7 separate regions of the Mus musculus genome follow, and all the other regions are linked to region 7. The links are chromatin contacts, called in public promoter capture Hi-C maps. All regions are on one chromosome and are shown on one strand. The core of a region is the stretch at or near the end of the contact, and the rest is flanking DNA. Distances in the headings are between cores, read along the strand shown. Region 1 holds the start of Cdhr2 (cadherin-related family member 2). Region 2 holds the start of Drd1 (dopamine receptor D1). Region 3 holds the start of Agtpbp1 (ATP/GTP binding protein 1). Region 4 holds the start of 4833439L19Rik (RIKEN cDNA 4833439L19 gene). Region 5 holds the start of Naa35 (N(alpha)-acetyltransferase 35, NatC auxiliary subunit). Region 6 holds the start of Sfxn1 (sideroflexin 1). Region 7 holds the start of Smad5 (SMAD family member 5).

What was found. Promoter capture Hi-C pulls out the DNA fragments that hold promoters and counts their contacts. Capture Hi-C pulls out chosen DNA fragments and counts their contacts.
Region 1: a promoter capture Hi-C map of pre-B cells shows a contact between it and region 7, with 2.3 times the contacts expected there. The contact joins the promoter of Cdhr2 here to the promoter of Smad5 in region 7. A contact is called at or near these places in 3 of 39 promoter capture datasets (the C10 cell line, liver and pre-B cells) and 1 of 484 Hi-C or Micro-C datasets (CD4 T cells).
Region 2: a promoter capture Hi-C map of liver shows a contact between it and region 7, with 5 times the contacts expected there. The contact joins the promoter of Drd1 here to the promoter of Smad5 in region 7. A contact is called at or near these places in 2 of 39 promoter capture datasets (the C10 cell line and liver) and 1 of 115 datasets of contacts at active chromatin or transcription factors (thymic regulatory T cells).
Region 3: a promoter capture Hi-C map of liver shows a contact between it and region 7, with 4 times the contacts expected there. The contact joins the promoter of Agtpbp1 here to the promoter of Smad5 in region 7. A contact is called at or near these places in 1 of 39 promoter capture datasets (pre-B cells), 1 of 484 Hi-C or Micro-C datasets (CD4 T cells), 1 of 115 datasets of contacts at active chromatin or transcription factors (thymic regulatory T cells) and 2 of 9 other capture datasets (adipose tissue and liver).
Region 4: a contact with region 7 is called in a promoter capture Hi-C map of liver, with 4 times the contacts expected there. The contact joins the promoter of 4833439L19Rik here to the promoter of Smad5 in region 7.
Region 5: a contact with region 7 is called in a promoter capture Hi-C map of liver, with 4 times the contacts expected there. The contact joins the promoter of Naa35 here to the promoter of Smad5 in region 7. A contact is called at or near these places in 1 of 39 promoter capture datasets (liver) and 2 of 9 other capture datasets (adipose tissue and liver).
Region 6: a promoter capture Hi-C map of liver shows a contact between it and region 7, with 6 times the contacts expected there. The contact joins the promoter of Sfxn1 here to the promoter of Smad5 in region 7. A contact is called at or near these places in 3 of 39 promoter capture datasets (the C10 cell line, liver and pre-B cells), 1 of 115 datasets of contacts at active chromatin or transcription factors (thymic regulatory T cells) and 1 of 9 other capture datasets (liver).

What each region holds. Positions count from the first base shown.
Region 1 is chr13:54,700,067-54,702,766 of GRCm38.p6, forward strand. Cdhr2 (cadherin-related family member 2) reads left to right here and starts at 1,397. Exons shown (of 32, transcript NM_001033364.3): 1 at 1,397-1,503.
Region 2 is chr13:54,054,210-54,056,909 of GRCm38.p6, forward strand. It overlaps Drd1 (dopamine receptor D1), which reads right to left and starts at 1,449. Exons shown (of 2, transcript NM_010076.3): 1 at 1,352-1,449; 2 at 1-404.
Region 3 is chr13:59,555,829-59,558,607 of GRCm38.p6, forward strand. It overlaps Agtpbp1 (ATP/GTP binding protein 1), which reads right to left and starts at 1,474. Exons shown (of 26, transcript NM_001377097.1): 1 at 1,270-1,474.
Region 4 is chr13:54,564,006-54,566,705 of GRCm38.p6, forward strand. It overlaps 4833439L19Rik (RIKEN cDNA 4833439L19 gene), which reads right to left and starts at 1,377. Exons shown (of 9, transcript NM_133797.4): 1 at 1,177-1,377; 2 at 510-616; 3 at 180-267. The coding sequence starts at 207.
Region 5 is chr13:59,583,823-59,586,664 of GRCm38.p6, forward strand. Naa35 (N(alpha)-acetyltransferase 35, NatC auxiliary subunit) reads left to right here and starts at 1,511. Exons shown (of 23, transcript NM_030153.2): 1 at 1,511-1,637; 2 at 2,331-2,459. The coding sequence starts at 2,336. A230056J06Rik (RIKEN cDNA A230056J06 gene) reads right to left here and starts at 1,401. Exons shown (of 2, transcript NR_045633.1): 1 at 1,303-1,401.
Region 6 is chr13:54,070,488-54,073,251 of GRCm38.p6, forward strand. It overlaps Sfxn1 (sideroflexin 1), which reads left to right and starts at 1,358. Exons shown (of 11, transcript NM_027324.5): 1 at 1,358-1,445.
Region 7 is chr13:56,701,640-56,704,339 of GRCm38.p6, forward strand. It overlaps Smad5 (SMAD family member 5), which reads left to right and starts at 1,371. Exons shown (of 7, transcript NM_008541.3): 1 at 1,371-1,492.

The DNA.
Region 1 (2,700 bases), core at 147-2,646, 2.0 Mb before region 7:
AAATAAATCTAAAACAAAAAAAGGTCCACTTCCCCATATCCTTTTTTTTGTTTGTTTTTTGTTTTTTGAGACAGGGTTTCTCTGTGTAGCCCTGGCTGTCCTGGAACTCACTCTGTAGACCAGGCAGGCTGGCCTTGAACTCAGAAATCCACCTGCCTCTGCCTCCCGAGTGCTGGGATTAAAGGCATGTGCTAACATGCCCACTCACTTCCCCATATTCTAATAAACTTTCCTACTACCTCTGGTGGGTGGTGGGCTAGAGGGGAGGTTGAACCCTTATGGAAGTAGGTTGTGAAAAATACATGCCCACACTAGGTGCTCAGCAAATACAGATTCTCCTCCTTCCTCAGAGACGTGAGGCCAGCCTTCAATGGGACCTTGCAGAACCATGAGCTCTTTGGGTAGATTGGTGCTTCCTGAGAACCCGCAGCAGCACACCAGGATTGCACAGGGATGCCTCGGTCTCCAGAGCGAACAGCAGCCACTCAGCCAGGAAGGGGCGCACGGCTGGTGAGCTGCAGCATGGGCCTCCTTCCTACTATGAGGTAAGATGAAATGAACTTGGGGACCTGTTCCCCCGAGGGAGGCCACCACTGGGAGTGTGTGGAGCCCCTGGGGCAGTGTGTGATCCTGCCCTTTGATTTTGTTTGTTTGTTTGTTTGTTTGTTTGTTTGTTTTGTTTTCATTTGTTTTTTGAGACGGGGTTTCTCTGTCTAGCCCTGGCTGCCCTGGGACTAGCTCTGTAGACCAGGTTGGCCTCAACTCAGATATCTCCCTGCCTCTACTTCCCAAGTCCTGGGATCAAAGGCACCACTGCCTGGCTTGTTTTTGTTTCTTTGAGATAACATCTTATTATGTCTGGTTTAAAACTGGTTATAGAGACCAGCTAGGCCTGGTACTCACAGGGATCCACCTGCCTCTGTCTTCTGAGTGCTGGGATTAAGGACATATGCCACTATGCCCAGTGTTGGCCCTGCCCTTTGATGTCCTGCTTAGAGGGGACAAATACAGGGCTGAAAAGGCCTTGTTGGAACTGCAGGGTGGGTACCCCTTCATGCCGGCCTCGGGGCTTGGCCTGAGGGCTCAAGGGCTTGATAGCTGTCAAGTCTCTTCATCCCAAGAGATCTCCCCACACCGCTTTCTCTACAGGTCCCCACTGAAGATGAGCCAGGAGAGGACAGAAGGTCCTGACATGACCTCTGACTGTCACCACCTCTTGCTTGCAGTGAGACCCTGGGCTGGGCATTTGCCCCTTCTCTGTCACTGGGCCTGCCTATTCCTCCAGGGTTTTGCCTGCTCTGGTCACAGCCAGTGCCTTCTGAGGAGGTGTGGTCTCTGCATGGTTAATGATTGCTCAGAAGAGGTGGAGATGGTGCCAAAGTCTGCGCTGTGTTCTGCCGGCCCCAGACGGCGCCCACCTGTGACTGGTGTACATCACTGCCTCTGGGCCCCTTCCAGGGGCTGTCCAGATCAGCTGCTTCTGGGGGGGCTCTTAGCCCGAGGGTAAGCCTGGGTGGGGGGCTGTCCTTGGGATTGAGGCAAACTTTGAGTTCTTTCAGACTCAGTTTCCTGGCATCTGGAGTATGGAGGGAACACCAAGGGGAAGAGCTAGCTGTGGCGTTAGCTACTTGTCATGGGGAGGGCGGGAATTGATGAAGCTACCCGTGAAGCCTGTTTCTTCTAGAATGTAGGGTAAGATCTCCTCTCTAGGCAGTGGCAACCTCCTGTTTGCCTTCCTAAGTCCCTGAGAAGTGAATTGGCTACCTCATCTGTTACCTAAAAGGAGAAGATGAGGAAGATGGCTGAATCTGTCCCGGAGCCTGAGGAGGAAAGGCTGGCTCCACTCCGCCAGGCTCAGATCTTCATTCAGCTCCATGCAGACTTTGAGTGAGCTGCTGACTGCTTTTGGGCCTCAGTCTTTGCGTCTGTGGAGTGGGCACAGTACTAGTAGCCCCTGGAGGGCTCGTGAATCAGATATGGCAGGGTACGGAGGCTGTCCCTCTCAGACTCAGAGATCAAACGCTAGGTCACCTCAGGGAGGACTAACGATGCTGGTCCCAACCCTAACTTAGTCCTTGTCCTGGTCACAGGGTAAAGACTCAGCCAGGCCAGCTTGTGTCTTCAAACAGGACTTACATGCTGACTGGTCCCAGGTAGCATATCAGAGAATAATGACATTCCCCTGACCAGCCTAGGCCATAGCCTGCTCTCACCTCATTCCTCAGAGGAAAACCAAAGCTGAGGACAAGGGAGGCTCGCCCAGTGCTGGACAGACAGTATGTGAAATGCTAAAATCCTAACTTGGGGCCTGATCCATACCCGTCTCTCAGAGGAAGCAGCCAGGAGGGCGGGCACCATCTCTGGCTACAGGAAGCCCGGTATCCCTGGAAACTTAAAGGTCCCTGGGTCCGTATCTTGGGGAGCTGGATCACTTGGCTGGGCTGGTGGAATTAGGAGAGACCTTTGTTAGGCTCAGCAGAATGGTACCTGGGTCTAGCCTTGCCTGCAGCTGGTGATTGACCTTCTATCTTTGTTGTTGACTGTCCCTCTGATCTGATCTCTGTTTTCTTAGGGCAATGGAGAGTAACTGTGAGGTAGCTGCTTCCTTCCTGTGAGGCAGCTGTGGGAAGGAAGCAGAAGCGAAAGGAAGGGCTCAGGGAGCTGTGGAGGCTGAGGCAGGGTGGGGTGGCTGTGGGGTTA
Region 2 (2,700 bases), core at 199-2,698, 2.6 Mb before region 7:
ACTTCCGGTGGCTTAGCCCTCACGTTCTTGGCCAGGCTTAGCCAGACTTCCCCCAATCACTCACCACCCAGCCCCTTCTCCAGCCCCAGTTGCTGTCTGGACAAAAGCACAATGGTGTTCCATCAGGAGCATCTCCATAGCAATCCAAGCCATACCAGGAAGAAGAGCCGCTTGCTTTCCACCTGTCTTCTGGGTTCAGTGCTCCAGGTCGCTGTTCCCTGGCATCCGCTGGTCCCTAGATTCCCCAAGGAATGCATAGGCTTTTAAGCATACTCTAAGAGTCTGGGGCCTCTTCCTGGTCAATCTCAGTCACTTTTCGGGGATGCTGCCTCTTCTTCTGAGACACAGCCTAAAATACATGCATTTCTCCTTCAAGCCCCTGGTGCCACATCTCTCCAAATGCCCTAAAAAGCAAAGGGAAACACAAAGTCGTTCACCAATACTCTGTGCAGACCTCCTATTTGGCTACACAAAATCTCAGCCCATCACCCCCTGGACAAGTCCATCAAGACCACCTACCTTGCTTTAGAGTCACTTCTCCCAAAACCCCTGGACTCAACGAGTCCCTCCAGCAGAGCAAGTGTTCCCCCTCCTCATGCAGAAAAATCTCTGGGATGGATTTGGGAAAGGAATCCCAGGCCAGGTGCCAGGGAAGCGGCGCCCCTCCTGCTACCTTGCCCACCTACAGATTGCTGCCCCCGCCCCCAGGAGGGTTCTCGGAGCTTCCTTGGGAGAGGAACCTCCAGGACTGGAACAGCTTCTGTCCTGTCTGAGGAAGCCCAGCTCTGGGCACCCCTTTGGCTCCTCGTTCTTAGGGCAGGACCCTGAGCCTCCTTGGGGAGCCACCCGCTCGCTCCCTGTCAGCAGTGGCAGGAGCTCCAGGCAAGCACAACAGCTCGAGCGAGCGAGGGCACCGGCCGGCTGGGTTCCAGCGGGGCACAGCCCACCCCGCCTCCGCGTCCCCTCCCGGCCCCGGTGGTGGGCTGAGCTTGACAGGCAGAGTGGCGGGCGACAGCCACACGTGGTTCACTGAAGGCACAGCTGGAGCAGGGGTGTGGGACGCCTACCTAATCGCTGTGCCCTCTCTGGCTACCTGATCCCCCCACCCCTCCCCGGGGGACCCTGGCACAAGACAGAACCTGAGGAACAAATCCTGATGCTCAAATCAAGTAAACCAAACTCTCGTTCAGCGCCTCTCCGGGTCAACTCCAAGTTCCACCCAAAGCTCGGGGTCAGAGCTGACCCTACCCACACCCACGCCCTGCTAGTCCTGGACACTGCCCACGTCGCTGAGTTGTCACTGAGTGCCCCGCAGCAGGGGTACGGGAAGCCCCAGGACGAGAGTGCTCACCGATCTGGGAGACCACGCTCCCCGACTCCGCCAACCCTGCGCCCTCTCCTGTGCCGCTCGCTCTGCTCTCCGCGCTCCGCCCGCCAAGGCGCTTCTGCGGTCAACTCACGAGTGCAGCCCGTGACCCGCGCCCCACAAGCACCCCAAACACGGTGCCGCACTCTCAGCAGGTACCCGGCGCCCTCTGCCGGGGCCTCTGGTTTCCTACACCCCGCCTGCGCCCTAGCAGGTTCAGATCACAGGGGCCTCAGCCAGTGTGTGTAACCAAGATGCAGGGCCTCGACCATGCTTTTCCCTGTCCCCTTCTGCCAGAATCTGGACGGTGAGAGGCAGGTCTTCCGCGCTCTAGCCTCCCTCGTTTGAAATGCCCCTAAAAACTCACAAGAATAAGAAGTCCCTTTGGCTAGCATTTTATTCTCTAAGCCATGATTTTCCTTTTGTGTCCCCTGTGTGCCAAGGCTGGAGCAGCAGTGAGAACAACATGTCAACTTATTGTGCAAGTGATCAGAGACCTGGCATAAACTCAGCAGCCTCTGTGTCCCCTAAACACACACACACACACACACACACACACACACCTCATGATGTTCGACATCTTGCAAAACTCCTTCCTTATTGGCTTGCACAGCTTCATTTCATCTGTGTGGACAGTGATGCTCAGAAAGACTGTGGGCTCTACTCCACGTTAACACAGTAGCTAATGAAGATGGTGGCCTGTCTGCCTGACTGTCGCTTGCACAGCCGTGTCTAGGATGGAGCCCACTATCTAAACAATTAGCACAGGGATAAAGCAGAGACAGGAATGTGTGGCCTCAGAGACGTTTAGTGCATAGACGCAGCCCCAGAGTGCCTTCCCATCTGTGTGAAAAGAGATTAAGTATGGAACTTGGAAATCACTTTGCCTGGACTCCTGTGCTTACTGATGTAAAAATTAAATGAAATACTTATTTAAGAGTTGGGACCAGATATGGACTCAGTCAGTCCTTGGTGGCCAGAAATTCTTCAGAGACCAGTTAAAAAAAAAAAAAAAAAAAAAAAAAAAAAAGGTAGTAGTCTTGTCTCCATGAGAACCACACACCACACTGAATGCCCGAATTTTCTCTATACAACCTAAATAGCTCTCCTAATTAGCCAGCAGAAATCATATCTTGGTTTTGGATGTAGTCAAATGATTGACACCAGTCCTCCTCCACCTGTGCTCCCGGTTTGTCCTCCCACTGGCAGTCTTGCTGCCACACACCAAGTTCCACAGACTGGTGATCAGACATATACCCCAAGAACCACATGCCTTTAGAATGGTGGCTCTCAACTTTCCTAATGCTGCAATATGTGGCAACCCCCAACCAAAA
Region 3 (2,779 bases), core at 224-2,723, 2.9 Mb after region 7:
AAGAGAACCAAAACTCAAAAGTGCTCTGATCTATACACACATGTAAAAGAAATAAGGGGTAACCCTTGAGCCAAATCAATTGGAAAACCTTTATTTAAAAATTGCTACCACTGGGCTGGAGAGATGGCTCAATGATTAAGGGCCGTTCTTTCGGAGAACCTGGGTGGGTCTGATTCCAAGCATCCACATGGTGGCTCACAACCATATGTAACTCCAATTCCAGTGAATCTGACACATTCTTCTGACCTCCTCAGGTACACACATGGTGCACACACACATGCACACACAGGCACACACACATATGTATATATACATATGCATATGCGTATAAATCTTAAGAAACTAAAAATACCACAGAAGGTTAAATTACGTTAATATATTTGACATTTATGTCATGTTGGTCAAACACATAAGGGGTCTGTTTCAGAGTCCAACAGAGATTACAATTTTAAACACTGATCCATCAATTCAAGGCAAAACTCTATGGTCATTCAAAATGACAGTGTAACTCCATTGTAGAATGTGACTCGGGAGAACGAGAAACCAAGCAAACCAGGAGAAACTCGGGTGGACTAAGGCATCGCCAAAGTGCGGCCCATTAGAGGGATCTGATTACAGATCTCCAGGACTTTGGTTTTGACATCTGGCCTGTTTTAAAATCCGTACCGTTCAAAGTGCCTTAAATAAATCATTTCTTCTGCAGCCAACGAAACCAGAAACATTTCCAAAACACAATTACAAAAATAACTTCCTCTCTCAGGGAAGCAAGGAGAACTGTGAGAATAAGTCAGAAGCTGGCCAAGGAAGAGCGAGCGCTCGGGAGAGCCACTCGACTCTGTGGACTGCGAACTGCCGGGTACCTGATGGGCACCGTTACCATTCCGAACACCTGGAGAGGGCTTGCCACAGACAGCCTGCCATGCCAGCGGGATCGCCGTCGTTACCTCACACGCCGTGCGAGACCTGCATCATCCACGGACCAGCATACACAGTCAACGTCCACCCCGACCACCCGGGGAGGTGTTGAAACTGCCGTCCACGGCGCTAAACTGTCAGGGAGCAGCCAATCAAAGGGTCCCGGGGCGCGGCAGGGCGGAGGCCAGGGAGTGGCGGGCAGCGGAGCGCGGAGGAGAGTGCACGGGGCGACGACCGCCCCGGCTCGCTCGACTGCCCGCCTCGCCGCCTGGCAGCGCGCTTCGCCTCCGCCAAGTGAACCGAGGAGCCGCCGGGAGCCGGCGAGCGGGACGCGCGGGCGGCGGGGACGCTCACCGGCTCGGCTTGGGCGCTGCGCTCGGCCTCCGCGCCCGGGACTCCCGGGGCGCACGGCGGTTCCTCGCCGCCCGCCGCCCTTCTCCCGCCGTCCGCCGCCCGCGGCCCGCCGTTTTCATACAAACCCGGGTGGCAGGAGAGGCGGAGGCGGCGAAGACGGCCGCGGAACATGCCCGCATCCCGGGCAACGTCAGCGCGGCGCCCCGCCCAACTCACGGCTCCGAGGGCCGGCTCGCGTGCGCCCGGTAGGGCGCGTGCGCGTGGGGGAAGGGCGCTTCCAGGGAAGGGCGGGACGTCGGGGGGGGGGGGGGCCCGCGGGGCGCGTGCCCGCCGGCGGGGGCGGCACGCCTGGAGGGAAGACAAGCTGCGCGTGCGCAAGGTCGGGTGGGTACCAAGAGGCGGGGCGGGGCGAGGAGGGGCGGGGCGGGGCGGGCGGGGCAGGGTGGGGCGGAGTAGGGAAAGGACTCCACTCTGGCGTGGGCAACCGGCGGTGCGCGCCCTTACCTTTGGGTTCCTGTGGGTCGTGGGCCAGTGTAAACGTGTTAGCCCGCTAGCAGATCGACACGTTCATCAAATCGCCTTCTTTTTTCCTTCCCAACCGGGGGCGTAGCTCCCAAATCCCATCAAACCTTGGGAAACAGTGAGGCTAGTCCTTCCTGACCCCAAGTTGACCCAGAACAGGCTGTGAAGGCTGTGGCGCATGGCCCATTTATCCAGGTAAATGAGATTATCTGATGGTACTGCGAACAAAATGTCATGCCCATTCATTTCAAAACGATGTTATGGAAAACCTTGGTGCAGAAGCTAAAGGCAAAAAACAGTGGGGGAGAAGTAGGGAGCATGCTTGTGTTTTGACTGTGTTTAAATACTCTGAGATACATTGTTAATAAAGACATCATTTGCCTTTTTAAGGAGCATCGACCATGCTCCCTGTTTATGGTGGTTGGTAAGGGATGTAAAATTATCACAGCATGATAGGGGACTAAACTGAGCCCTGTGGGGTTTTTATTTTGTTCTTATGTTTCGTTCAAGCAGGTTTGTGGAGGTAATTCAAAAAACGTATTCAAGGTGTGAAACAGTGCTTCATGCTACTTGCTCTTGGCAGATGTCTTTACTGAGAGGAACAAAAGACTGCCATTTTATAAATGTTGGTTTTCCCCATACCTATAACACATGTGCACATAATGATAGATTCAAGTATTTAAAATACCTTTAAACCACTCTCCACCACAAACTCCCCAAAATGAAAACGATTGTCTAAGAACATTTAGTAGTTCAAAATTCATGAGACATTATTCAAAGAACGTGTTTCTAAATCAACTTGCAATCTAGAAATACATATAAATTGAATTCCTCTTTAGCAAAGTATGGTTAATGGTCAGAACAAAGGCTCAGAAGATTGGCCCATACAGCCGGGTAACCCACAGCGTCATTGGCTTTGAAGTTATTGCAAACACACAACTTGCAGATGAATGGCACCTTTAGCAAGTGTGAGAACCTTCTCACCTGG
Region 4 (2,700 bases), core at 127-2,626, 2.1 Mb before region 7:
TACTCTTCACAAAAGACACTTATGGCAAGAGGCTGTAAGCCAAGGTCAGGGTGTATACCACGGCTGAGAAGGTGATGACCTAATACTAAAGAAGATCAGTACTAAGGATTCTGAGAAAATAAGCTCTCTGGGGGATGTGGGTGGGGGTACAGACTTAACCAATAAGAACTTAAGTTTACCAGGCACTTCTGGTTGTCTTGAAGCCATTGAAAGACAGGGATCCAGGTGTTTTTTTCTATACGTAATTCGGAGCTGAGTCCCTTCCACCTAATAAAAATAACATAGGGCATTTTCTTATGTTGCACAGCAGAGGGTCATTCCAGTGCTCTGACAGACACGCAGAGACTTATGGCTGGTAAGTAAGGTTGACACATACACACGCTAGAACCAATGAGTGACAAACACACCCCCGGAAGGATAAAGTCCACTAGTTTGCCAGTATCCTATGGCTGGCTCCTCTGAACACCCGAGAGGAGAAAGCCAAACCTCAGTTTAGACAGACACCTTACCACAGTGAAATGACGCCGGACTATGCAGACAGACAGATGTTAATGAGGAGCATTGCCCAGCTTCTGCAAATTAGCGAAGCTTCTGAGGAAGGGTCCATCCAGAGGCTCTAAGTAACAATAAACAAGCAAGGTTGGTACAGCGCCCCTAAGTCCACCGAACATCCGACCACTCCCCAGCCGGATTACATAGCAGCCTTTCCCCTTGGCAGAAATGAGCTATGCCAGCATAGAAGACCAACTCGGCATCACTAAAAGTCATCGCATTCTCACACAACCCTTGTCTTGAAAACAAACCCGCGGCGCTGCACAGCAGGCATTATTGGTCCAGATTTTTGTTCAAGTTCACTGCGGTCCTAGGGACATCCGCAAGCCAGACACACGCCCTTTCCCTCTCCCTTAGCGACCCCAAGCCCACGACTCTCTCGCAGGAGGTGCAAAACAAAGCCTCTGAGATGTGTAAAGCCAATCCCGACCTTCCCACGGTCCCACCCCTCAAGGCGAAGCCGGCTGGTTCGCAGCGAGCAGATGCTCCGAGGCTCACTGTGCGGGTCTTTCTGGTGTCCCTCGAGCCCCGCTAGGGTGGAACAGAGCCCCCCTCCAGGCCCCCCAGGCCGCGGCGCCCCGGAACTCAGGCTGCCCCCAGCTCCGCCAGGCCGCGGTCGGTTACCTGCTCGCCCGCCGCCTGCGGCCCGACTTCCCGCACTAAAGAGGCTCCGAGGCTCCAGATGGCCCAAGAGGCTGCTGGGCTGAACAGAGCAGAGCCATCGTGAGAGCGCGACGAACGCTCCCCTACGGAGGACAGTCGCCGGCCGGCAACCGAACCCCCAAACCACCCCGAGACTGTCGCAGGTCGCGCGAGACCTGACTCGAAGATCCGCGGGGCATGCTGGGAGTTGTAGTCCGAGATCTGAGCGTGCCTCCGTACCCACCACCACCGGAACACCTCCCTGTAGGTTGAACTCTAAAAGGGAATTCCACGGGGTTCCCAGAAAGGAGGTCACCTGTTTCCAGCACTTCCTCTGCGCTTTTTACTTGATTACAGAATTGTGGCACTTGGAGGCTGAGGCAGGAGCATTGCCTGAATCAAGGAGTGTGGTGGGGGCTGAGGATGAGAAGGGGGGAAAGAATGAAGATTGATGGCTGGAGATGGTTCAGTTAAAACAGTAATTACTGCACTTGCAGATGACCTGGGTTTGTTCCCAGCACCCAGGTTTGGTATCTCACAACCTCTTGTAGTACAGCTCCCAGGGTCTGCTGCCCTCTTCTGGCTCCCAAGGACACCGCAGTCGGTCTCCCATTCCCACATACTTGAATTTAAAGGGGGGAGACCCATCCCCCACTTTGCCAGACTCTCATTGCTTTATCAGGAAAGCAAGCTCAGGCAGCCTGTTAGCAGGTGGTGGCTTCTTGCAGGAAGCTGCAGATGTGGCACACAATAGACTTTACCTAGATTGGAAGACTCCACCCTAGGTGGGCTAGCCAACTGTGGCAGAAACAAAGTCTGATTCTGCCTGCTCAAGGCTGGGGGGAAGGGCACAGTTCAATGAACCATGAAGCCAGGTAGGCGCCTTCGTGGGTCGTGACCCACAGGTTAAGAACCACTACCATACCTCCCACACACAGAGAGGATCTGATAGTTAATCTTTCTCCCTTTAATTAGCAGTGGAGTCAGGCGGGCTCCACACTAGTACAGGACTAAATACAGGAGCATCCGCCTCCCCGGAAATGGATAATAACTATGAGAAAAGTGGACCTGGAGAGGTAGCCACTCAGAGGTCTCAAAAACACTTCCCTGCTCTGCTCCATGAGAGAAAGCTGAAAACACCCACACTCAACTCTGCTCCAAGTCCAAGGTTCACTGTCCGCTCAGGAAGAATCGGAGGGTGTTAAAAGATGGGAATACATTTGACTTTGCTTGCATTCTGTTAGGACCAAGACTGGGCCAGGAATTCATGTCTTCTGTAAGCTGTATACTTCATTTGTGAATAACACACTTGATTTGCAGTGTGACACTTGAAAAAGTATTCCCAGTGTTTTTACTTTACTGCTCCTGGGAGGAAAGGGTGCAGATCAATTCTCACATAAAAGGTTAAACATGGGGACGGAAGTGAAGGCTCCTCAATGGAGAACACTGGCTGCCGTTCCAAAGGACCCAGATTCAATTTCCAGCACCCATAGGACAGCTCACAGC
Region 5 (2,842 bases), core at 261-2,760, 2.9 Mb after region 7:
TTTACAGATGGTTGTGAGCCACCATATGGTTGCTGGGAATTGAACTCAGGACCTCTGGAAGAGCAATTGGTGCTCTTAAACACTGAGTCATCTCTCAAGCCCATATATCCTCTTATTTTTTAAAAAGATCTATTTATGTGTCTACTTGAGTGTACAGCACCCGTATGCCAGTGCACTTCTGGACCACACTTACAGGTAGCTGTGCTACCTCCAGTGGGTCCTGGGAATGGAACTTAAGTTCTGTGGAAGAACAGGAAGCACTCTTAACCTATGATCCATCTCTACAGCCGCCCCCTCCATGAATCTTTATCAAATTAGTGTTTGTCACGCCCTTATACACAATATTGAACAAATCAGATGAACCCTGTTCACATTTTTCTAGGTTTCTTCTGGAGTCTCAAAAGGTCATTAAACCAGTTTGTGCGATTTCTTTACTCATTCTCCTCTTCTAAGGAGAACTAACTACATGCCTTACGTTTTTAGGGCAATTTAAACGAAAACAAAGTTCTTGTCCTCAGGAAATACACTCCATGGGGGAAACAATTTTTAAAAAATTTAAACAATCAACATGAAGTCCGAGGATACAGCCCAATGACAGATTGCTTGTGTACTCTTACTGAGTGTTAGCTCTCAACCCTGGGACAAATGCTAACGGAGATACCTATTTAACATGTATAGGCGGAACGGAACGTTCTCCTAGAATCCCAGTCTCTACCTGGTAGAAGCTATGGCTGGCATACCCGGCCCCCTTACTCCAGCACAGGGGCTGGGCTGCACTGCCCCCCAGCTGCCTTCGCAGACATTTTGGTTACCTGGTTCTTCTCTTACCCCTTCCCCTGGCCCCTTGGTCTCCCCGCTCTCCTCTCTGCTCTCCTCCCGTGAGCCGGCTCAGGGTCACATTCCCTCTGGACCCTTCTGGATGTCTGACTCTGGCTATGCTCTCCTTCATACCTACACTCAACCTTCTCCTCCACCATACTTAGAAGCAGTCGTGTCCTTTTTAAATATTTTTATTTTTTCATTAATTAAAGGACCTGGGTTCCTTTCCAAACACCACCCACATCCACACCCAATCTACTTTATGTCAGGATTATTAAGATAAAACTAAAACATCTGAGTTTGGAAGAAACGTGCTAGCAAGCTCGATGTAAATGTCTTATTTTTCTTTCCTTTACAAAGTGCTTGCGCGCTGAATGCAAGACATAATAAATAAGGTCAGTTTGCACAACCACAAAACAGCAATACGGCCGGCAGCTGGCCCCTCCCCGGAAGCCCTACCCCTCCCCTTCACCCTTGAGTCACCTTAAAGAGTTTCCCAGGAAGCACTCCAGGCTCCGCCTCTCTCTGGGTTCCGCCCACGGCCGGGTCTCGGCCGGAGGGGAGGAAAATGGTGCATGGTTTCCGGTCTCGCGATGTGCTATAATCCCGCGAGAAGAGAGGATGCGCGCCTACCCGGATGCGGCGGCCTAGGTGAGGGAGGGGGCGTGGTCGGTGCGCGGAGTCCCGAAAGTCGGGAGCCGGGAGCGCGCGCCCAGGGCGTACGCATGCGTGCACGCGGCCGGCGGGGCGGGGCTGCGAGGGGAGGGGGCGGCGGCGGCGACGGTATTGTCGGTGTCGTTATCTCCGTGGCGCGGACGGTGCGTTTTGACGCGGGTGGTCGTGGGAAAGTATCCGGGGTGGCCCAAGTGGGGCCGGTACGACCCCGAAGTCCGCCGTGGCGGATCTCAGGGAGTGGGCACCGGCGGCCGGTTCCTCGCCGCGCCTCGGGTCGGAGCCGAGGGCGCGCGCCGGGAGGCCGGGCTGTGCCCGTGTCGCCCGGGCGACGAGGGCCGCCTGCTGCCGGTTCCCCGCGTGGACCGGTCTCCGCCTCGATCTCGGTCTCAGTGGCGCTCGGCCCGCGGTGGGCCAGGGTCTCTGCGGAGGCGCCTGCAGGGCGAGGCAAGGCCCTGGTCTTGCGAAGCCCGCCAGGTGAAGGATGCTCGGTCGCTGCCGAGCTTTGAGGGTGGCTCTGATTCCCGGAGGCCGGGCTTGACAGCCGGCGTCTCCGGACTTGTAGTCTTGGGCTGGGATGCTTGAAGATCTCTGGAGGGATTGGAAGAAGTTGTGAGTCCTGGCAAGTGCGAATCAGTGCGGGAGCAGCAGCCCGGTTTATGTGAGGTCAGGTTGCTCAAAGCTAGGTGGTTGGGTTTTGTTTGTTTGTTTTTGCAGAATTCAAAGGCGTTCTGCCTGCAGAGTTTTGGAAGTCTTTCACCCAACACTTGGGGCAGTTTTGCAGCTCCTGTGCCTGCCAAAGCTATATTCCCAGCCTCACACCAATGTTCCCTTTGCAGGCATCATGGTTATGAAAGCTACTGTAGACGACGATGCTTCGGGATGGGAGCTCGGGGTCCCGGAAAAAATGGAAAAAAGTAGCACAAGCTGGGTGGACATAACCCAGGATTTTGAAGATGCTTGTCGAGGTGAGTTTTGAATTTGGGGGCTTTTTGGTTCAAAGCCTGGGGCAGGATACATGAGGTTTTCTCAACTTTGACTTAAAAAAAGAAAGAAAGAAAGAATAAGAAAAAAAAGAAAGACAACCTTGTGATTTTTTTTTTTTTTTTTTTTTTACTCAGATTTGTCGTTTTGTTTTTGAGAACGTGTCCTGTAGCCCAGGCTGACAATGTTCTTGTTGTGGAGATGACCTTGAGTTTCCTGCTCCTCTTGGATATTGAGATTACAAGCCTGGAGTATGATGTCAGGCTCAGTGTTGATAACCATACATTACTCTGCTCTTTGCTTTTTTACTTTTGGTCTAAAGCAAATGTATATCGGGTAAAACTTTAAATACGGATGTTGGCGATTT
Region 6 (2,764 bases), core at 108-2,607, 2.6 Mb before region 7:
GCACAGTCCATCACCCAGTGGAAGTCAAGGCAGCTGGAGCTTGAAGCAGTGGATCAGAAGGCTCCAAGGCAACAGCTCTTTTAGACCTATGGGTATTTAATTTGATCAGTGTGGCCTTGGTCACATCATCCACACTCAGAAGGAGCACTGCTTTTCTTTACAATGTTAGTAGGGCCTTCTGGGCCAGTCTCCCACAGTAGAAGCCCCTAAAGGTAGAAGCCTGATCCCCACTCCCACCCCCCATGTTCCCCTCTGGTGACCTTTTTTTTCAGCCTGTCCTGGATGTCTGATTGGCTGGATGGAGCTCCTCATTGATTCTGGTACAAACACATCCTTTCTTTTTTACCATTCTTCTGTGTTTGTAACTGTAGGACAATCTACTCCTTCAAAGTGTTTTAGCTGTTTTGGGCTCTTTGTTTTCTCATATACGTTTTACAGTCACCTTATTGGGATACAGACAGACACACTCAATGGGCGCGCGTGTGTGTGAGCGCACACACACAGAATCCAAATTCAGTTCGGAATCTCATTGCTTGTAGAGGTTATTTGGGGTAGAATTTCTGTCTTTAAAAAAAGGGGGAGGGGATTTATCTACCTGTGCAGAGAATGCAATTCGTTATTTGTTGTATTGTGCTGGCCTTCAGAATGCGTCCGAGATTCTATGCTTCTCTCCTCATCGTCCAACCTGGTCTAACCAGGTCCAACCTGACTAAGCTCATGACCTCTGGTCTGCACCTCCCCTATGGTCCCATCTCTGTCCAGCAGCCAGTGACTCTTTTGAAGGTGGCACTTGTATTGTCTAGTTTTTCTTAGAGGGCTGGCTGTGCCAAGCTCCCCCATTTTAAGAAGCATTAGGGGCTGGCGAGATGGCTCAGTGGTTAAGAGCGCCGACTGCTCTTTCGAAGGTCCCGAGTTCAAATCCCAGCAACCACATGGTGGCTCACAACCATCTGTAACGAAATCTGATGCCTTCTTCTGGAGTATCTGAGGACAGCTACAGTGTACTTACATATAGTAAATAAATAAATCTTTAAAAAAAAAAAAAAAAAAAAATACCTAATAAAAAATGGAAAAAAAAAAAAAAAAAAAAAAAGAAGCATTAGCCCAAATGAATGGAGGAACAATGATGATGGGTGGTCTTCTAAAAAAAACCAAATTGAAAAACAGTGGCATTGACCCGGGCTGCGGCTAAGATGAACTTAGGAGTTCTCAGTGTGGCCAGAAGCAGAAGCGCGGGCACATGGGGCGTGCGCAGACTGCGGAGCTCAGCAGCCAAAGCCATGAATGACACCGAGGCAGAGGCAGGAACCTCTGGGCGGGGCCGCGCGTCGTGAGCGCGCGTCGTGGCCGCGCTCCTGGGGGCGGCGCGCGGGGCCGCGGCGCTTCCGGCAGCTGGAGGCGGCGCCGAACGGGACCGAGCGGCGCGGGTGGCGGCCGGGTAGGCGGTGAGTGGCGGGGGGCTGCGGAGCGCGCGCGGGGAGCCGGAGGCGCGCGGGATGGCGCAATCTCGGGGGCTGCAGGGGACCCAGTAGGGTCCACTGTGCGCGCTGGGGTATGCCTGAGGCGGGTTACGTACGCCCGGGACCTCGTGAGTCCGCAGCTCTAGACTGGGGCTAGGGAGGCCTCAGCGTGGAACTGATCTTGTGGAACAGATGTGAAAGGGGAGCATCACGCACCGTGCCACGCGTCCCTAGCCACCGCGTGACGAAACATGCTGGGTGCAGGCGGCCAAGATGGCTGCCAGGGGACTGTCTCCACGAGGATGGGCGCGCGCAATTGCCAGGTGACCAGGTGGCTCTTAGTAGCTGGGACCCGGAGGTCCGCGTGGAGATCACTTGGTGGCCGACCTCCAGCTCTTAATCTCTTCAAGGGACCGAAGTGTCCCAGGTAGAACCGTGGGACCCTCACCCTCAGCTCCCACATCGTGTTCCTGCTGATCATCTCAGGTTCAACCGCCTCCAGAATGACAATGACCACACTAAGGTCTGTGCCTCCGGAGTTAGATCTCTGACTTTTGTATTCATCCAATGCTGCCAAATCCATAATCCAGATTTGAAAACTGAGGCATTAAAACTTGAATAACTTGCCTAAAGTGTCACAGCTGGCCAGGGAGAAGAGCCAGGCAATCCGAGTATATATATTGTTTCCACTTTGTCCCTCAGTGACGATGTGACGATTGAGAGACCTCGTGGAAAAGCGTAGTTCTGCTGGATTTCAGAATTTGGGCCTTTACCCGGGACTCTCCCTTTATAGTTTTCTCACACTCCTGATCCCTCATCTGCTGCACCTACTTTGGGTGCCTCTAGTCAGCAGCTCTCAACTGTGGTTGCATATCAGAAGTTTACATGACGATTCATAACAGTAGCAAAATTATGTTTATGGAATGGCAACGAAATAATTTCATAGTTGGAGGAATCACTAAACCATGTATTAAAGGCTACAGCATTAGGAAGGTTGAAAACCACTGCCTAGATTTTTCTCTCCGTCCTTGTTCCAGGCAGAGGCAGGAGTAGAGAGGCGAGCACTGAGGTAAAGAAGAGGACTTTGTGGGTCTTAGAATGCTGGACTCAGGCTTGCTGTGTGAAGGAGAGCTGTTTAGAGGACAAATGGAAGTTCAGCAGGAAGTCCCAGAACCTCAGGCCACCCCTCCCCACCCCCCACCCCACCCCCCTCCCAGGACTGAGGTTGTCACATTCACAGCAATAACAGTGTTTGGGAAGAGTTTGTTAATTCCCACCCAGCTCTGATAAGGAATTGCTCCATC
Region 7 (2,700 bases), core at 121-2,620:
GTAACAGCAAAGACTTAACAGCCAGGAATCAGTAAGCCAGGCAGTGTTGGCGCATACAGAGTCCTCCTGCGCAGAGTTTATGATGTAGTAAAGAAGTTTAAGATGGAGACCTGAGATTGCACACTGATGGCCTGTAGGCTATATTGGGACCATGGGCTTGTTTTGTTTGGCTTGTACCAGGGTGAGTCTTCTCAATGTCTAAAAAAGAGAAGGGGAGGGCAGGTCAGGGAGCCCAGGAAAGAGACAAAGAGGCAGCTGATCAGATAAATGTGTGATTTCCTTTTAGTATAGAAAAAGATGCATTTCCAACTTTCTTCGAAAAGCCAGAAGATCTGCCAATAATGGGCGGACACTGCCACATTTCTTCCTGCGGATGGTTGGCTGCAGTCACAGCTGCTGCCTTCCCTTGGTGCTCTCTCTCTAGTTCCCCAGCTCTGGCCGGATTCTCACCTATCACCCTTTGACATGGCTGCTTCCATAAACGCCTCCTCACGGCATTTATTTAATCTCTTCCAAATAGAAACAAGCCGTTGGAGTCTGGAGAAACATGGAAACCGCCGCATTTGTGTGTCAAGTGAGGTGACCCTGGTTCAGGCGGAGGAGGTGGTAATAAAAGTGAGGAGAAACTGTCAGAATTAGGGATCTACAGAATTGATATTGGAGGATGGGATTGACTGGGAAAGGTTAAAAATAGTTCCAATTTACTCAAAAAGAAAACCGGTGTGTGTGTGTGGGGGGGGGGGGGATCAGTTTTAAAGACCTTTAAAAATAAACACGAAACTATTTTAAAAAGCTTTCCCTTGCTGTCCAAGCTGACCGTTTGGAGGGGAAGAGAAGCCAGACAGCCGGATTAGTACAGAGCTACCCTGTAAGACAGCTCGAGCACCTCTAAGCCTCCACTTGCTGAAGCCTGAGAGCTCAAGGCGCTCCCGGCTTCCAGATGTGGGGCGGTGTCCCGTGAACAGCTGGGACTGTGTCCTGAGAAATGGCCACTCGTCCTCAGCTCCGGGTTCAGCACTATCTCCACCTGCAGAGGATTTTCCCCCTTTGGGAGCAATATTAAGGCTACATCTAGTAAGCTGTGTGGTATCTGATGCTCAGCCAGAGGTCTCTGTCTCTTAGGGTTTCTATTACAAATCAATGAAAACGGCGAAGTTGTAGCTGAAGATACTTTTTAACGCTTTAGATTGGCTAGAAAGGTCTCCAGCTCTCCAGAGCGAGGACGACCGTTTCGCTATAAGGCGGGTGAGCTTGGCTAACCCAAGTGCCACTTCCAGGCTCGCTGCGGACAGCAGAAGCCAGGCCTCGGCCACTCCCGACGCGCATGCGCCGGCCGCCGCGGCCCTCCGCCGCCGCCCCCCCTCCCCCTCATCATCCGGGTCCCCGGCGAGCGGGCGCCGAGCGCTTGTCCCGGGGCCGAGCTGCTAATAAAGTTGCGGCGCGTGCACAGCGCGGCGACGGCGTGAGGAGAGCGCGCCTGGGCGGCGGGGAGGTGAGTGAGGGGCCCCAGGGCGGGCGCTCGGGGCCCGGCGGAGGGACAAGCGCCGGCGGCAGCGGCCCGCGTGAGGCTGGAGGCCTAGAGGCTCCCCACGCGGGACCTGACGGCACGGGACGGGGCTCCGCGCAGCGCGGGAGGCCCCGGTGCTAAGGAGGCCCCGCGCGGCCGACGAGGCCGGCGCGGACGAGGCCGCTGCCACCTCGGCGCGCCACCGACGCCCGGGCCCGCGCGCGGAGCCGCGCAGGCGGCCTAGGCCGAGCGCGCGCCCCGCCGCTTTGTGTCTGGGAGATAAGGATCCGCGCTTATCGGTGGGAATTACACTCCGGCCAGCCGGCTGGCGGCGACCCGCCCCTGCGCCCGCCCGCCCGCCCGCCCGCCCGCTCGCCCGCCCGTCACTCTCCGGACGTCGCAGAGGCTCCCTCGCTGCGCTAAACTTTGTGTGAGGAAGCGAAGCAGCTTTTGTCTCTGCCCCGGTCCCGGTGGTTCCCTTGGGCATGCGTGCCCAAGTTCAGACTCCATCCCCTCCCCCTGCCCTTTCTCCTCTGCGCTTCTGGCTGCGCCGAGCCGGGAACCCTAAGCTCTGGGAACTTCCCCGGTGGCGGCCGTCTTAGGGTCAGAGCATGCTCAGTGGCCCGGACTTTTCGGTTGCAGAAGGAGCTGGCGGGGATGGTCGAGGTATTTGGAGGTGTGCCAGCGATCCGAAGCGTGTCTCTGTGTGTGTGTGTGTGTGTGTGTGTGTGTGTGTCCGGTTTGTGATGGCCCCGGCGAAAGGAGTCCCGGCCAACCTGGAAGGCAGGAACGGCCGAACACTGTAGGCTAGATCTTTATCTTGATCGTAAAAGACAGTGTTTCCTGAGCAGCTGGAGGGGGGTGGGGGGTGGGTATTTCTGGCTGCTGCTGCGTTTAGATGGGTGTGGTGCTAAGTATATCTTGTTTATCTTTCTGTGGAAAAAGTTTTGAAGTCTGGTGGAGTTGATCACATCATGCCTGTTGCCTAGCACTATCAAGTGTATGCCTACCTAGCAACGGACACTGGGCGATCAATGGAATTTGTTGGTTGCTTTGACAGAGGCTAAGCGAAAGGGTACATGTGATTTCTTTTCTTTCTGACAGGGTTTTGCTAGGCAGACCTTGAACTCTGGCCAATCCTCCTGCCTCAGCTTCCAAGTGCTGGGATTACAGGGGTGAGCCATCACCAACTC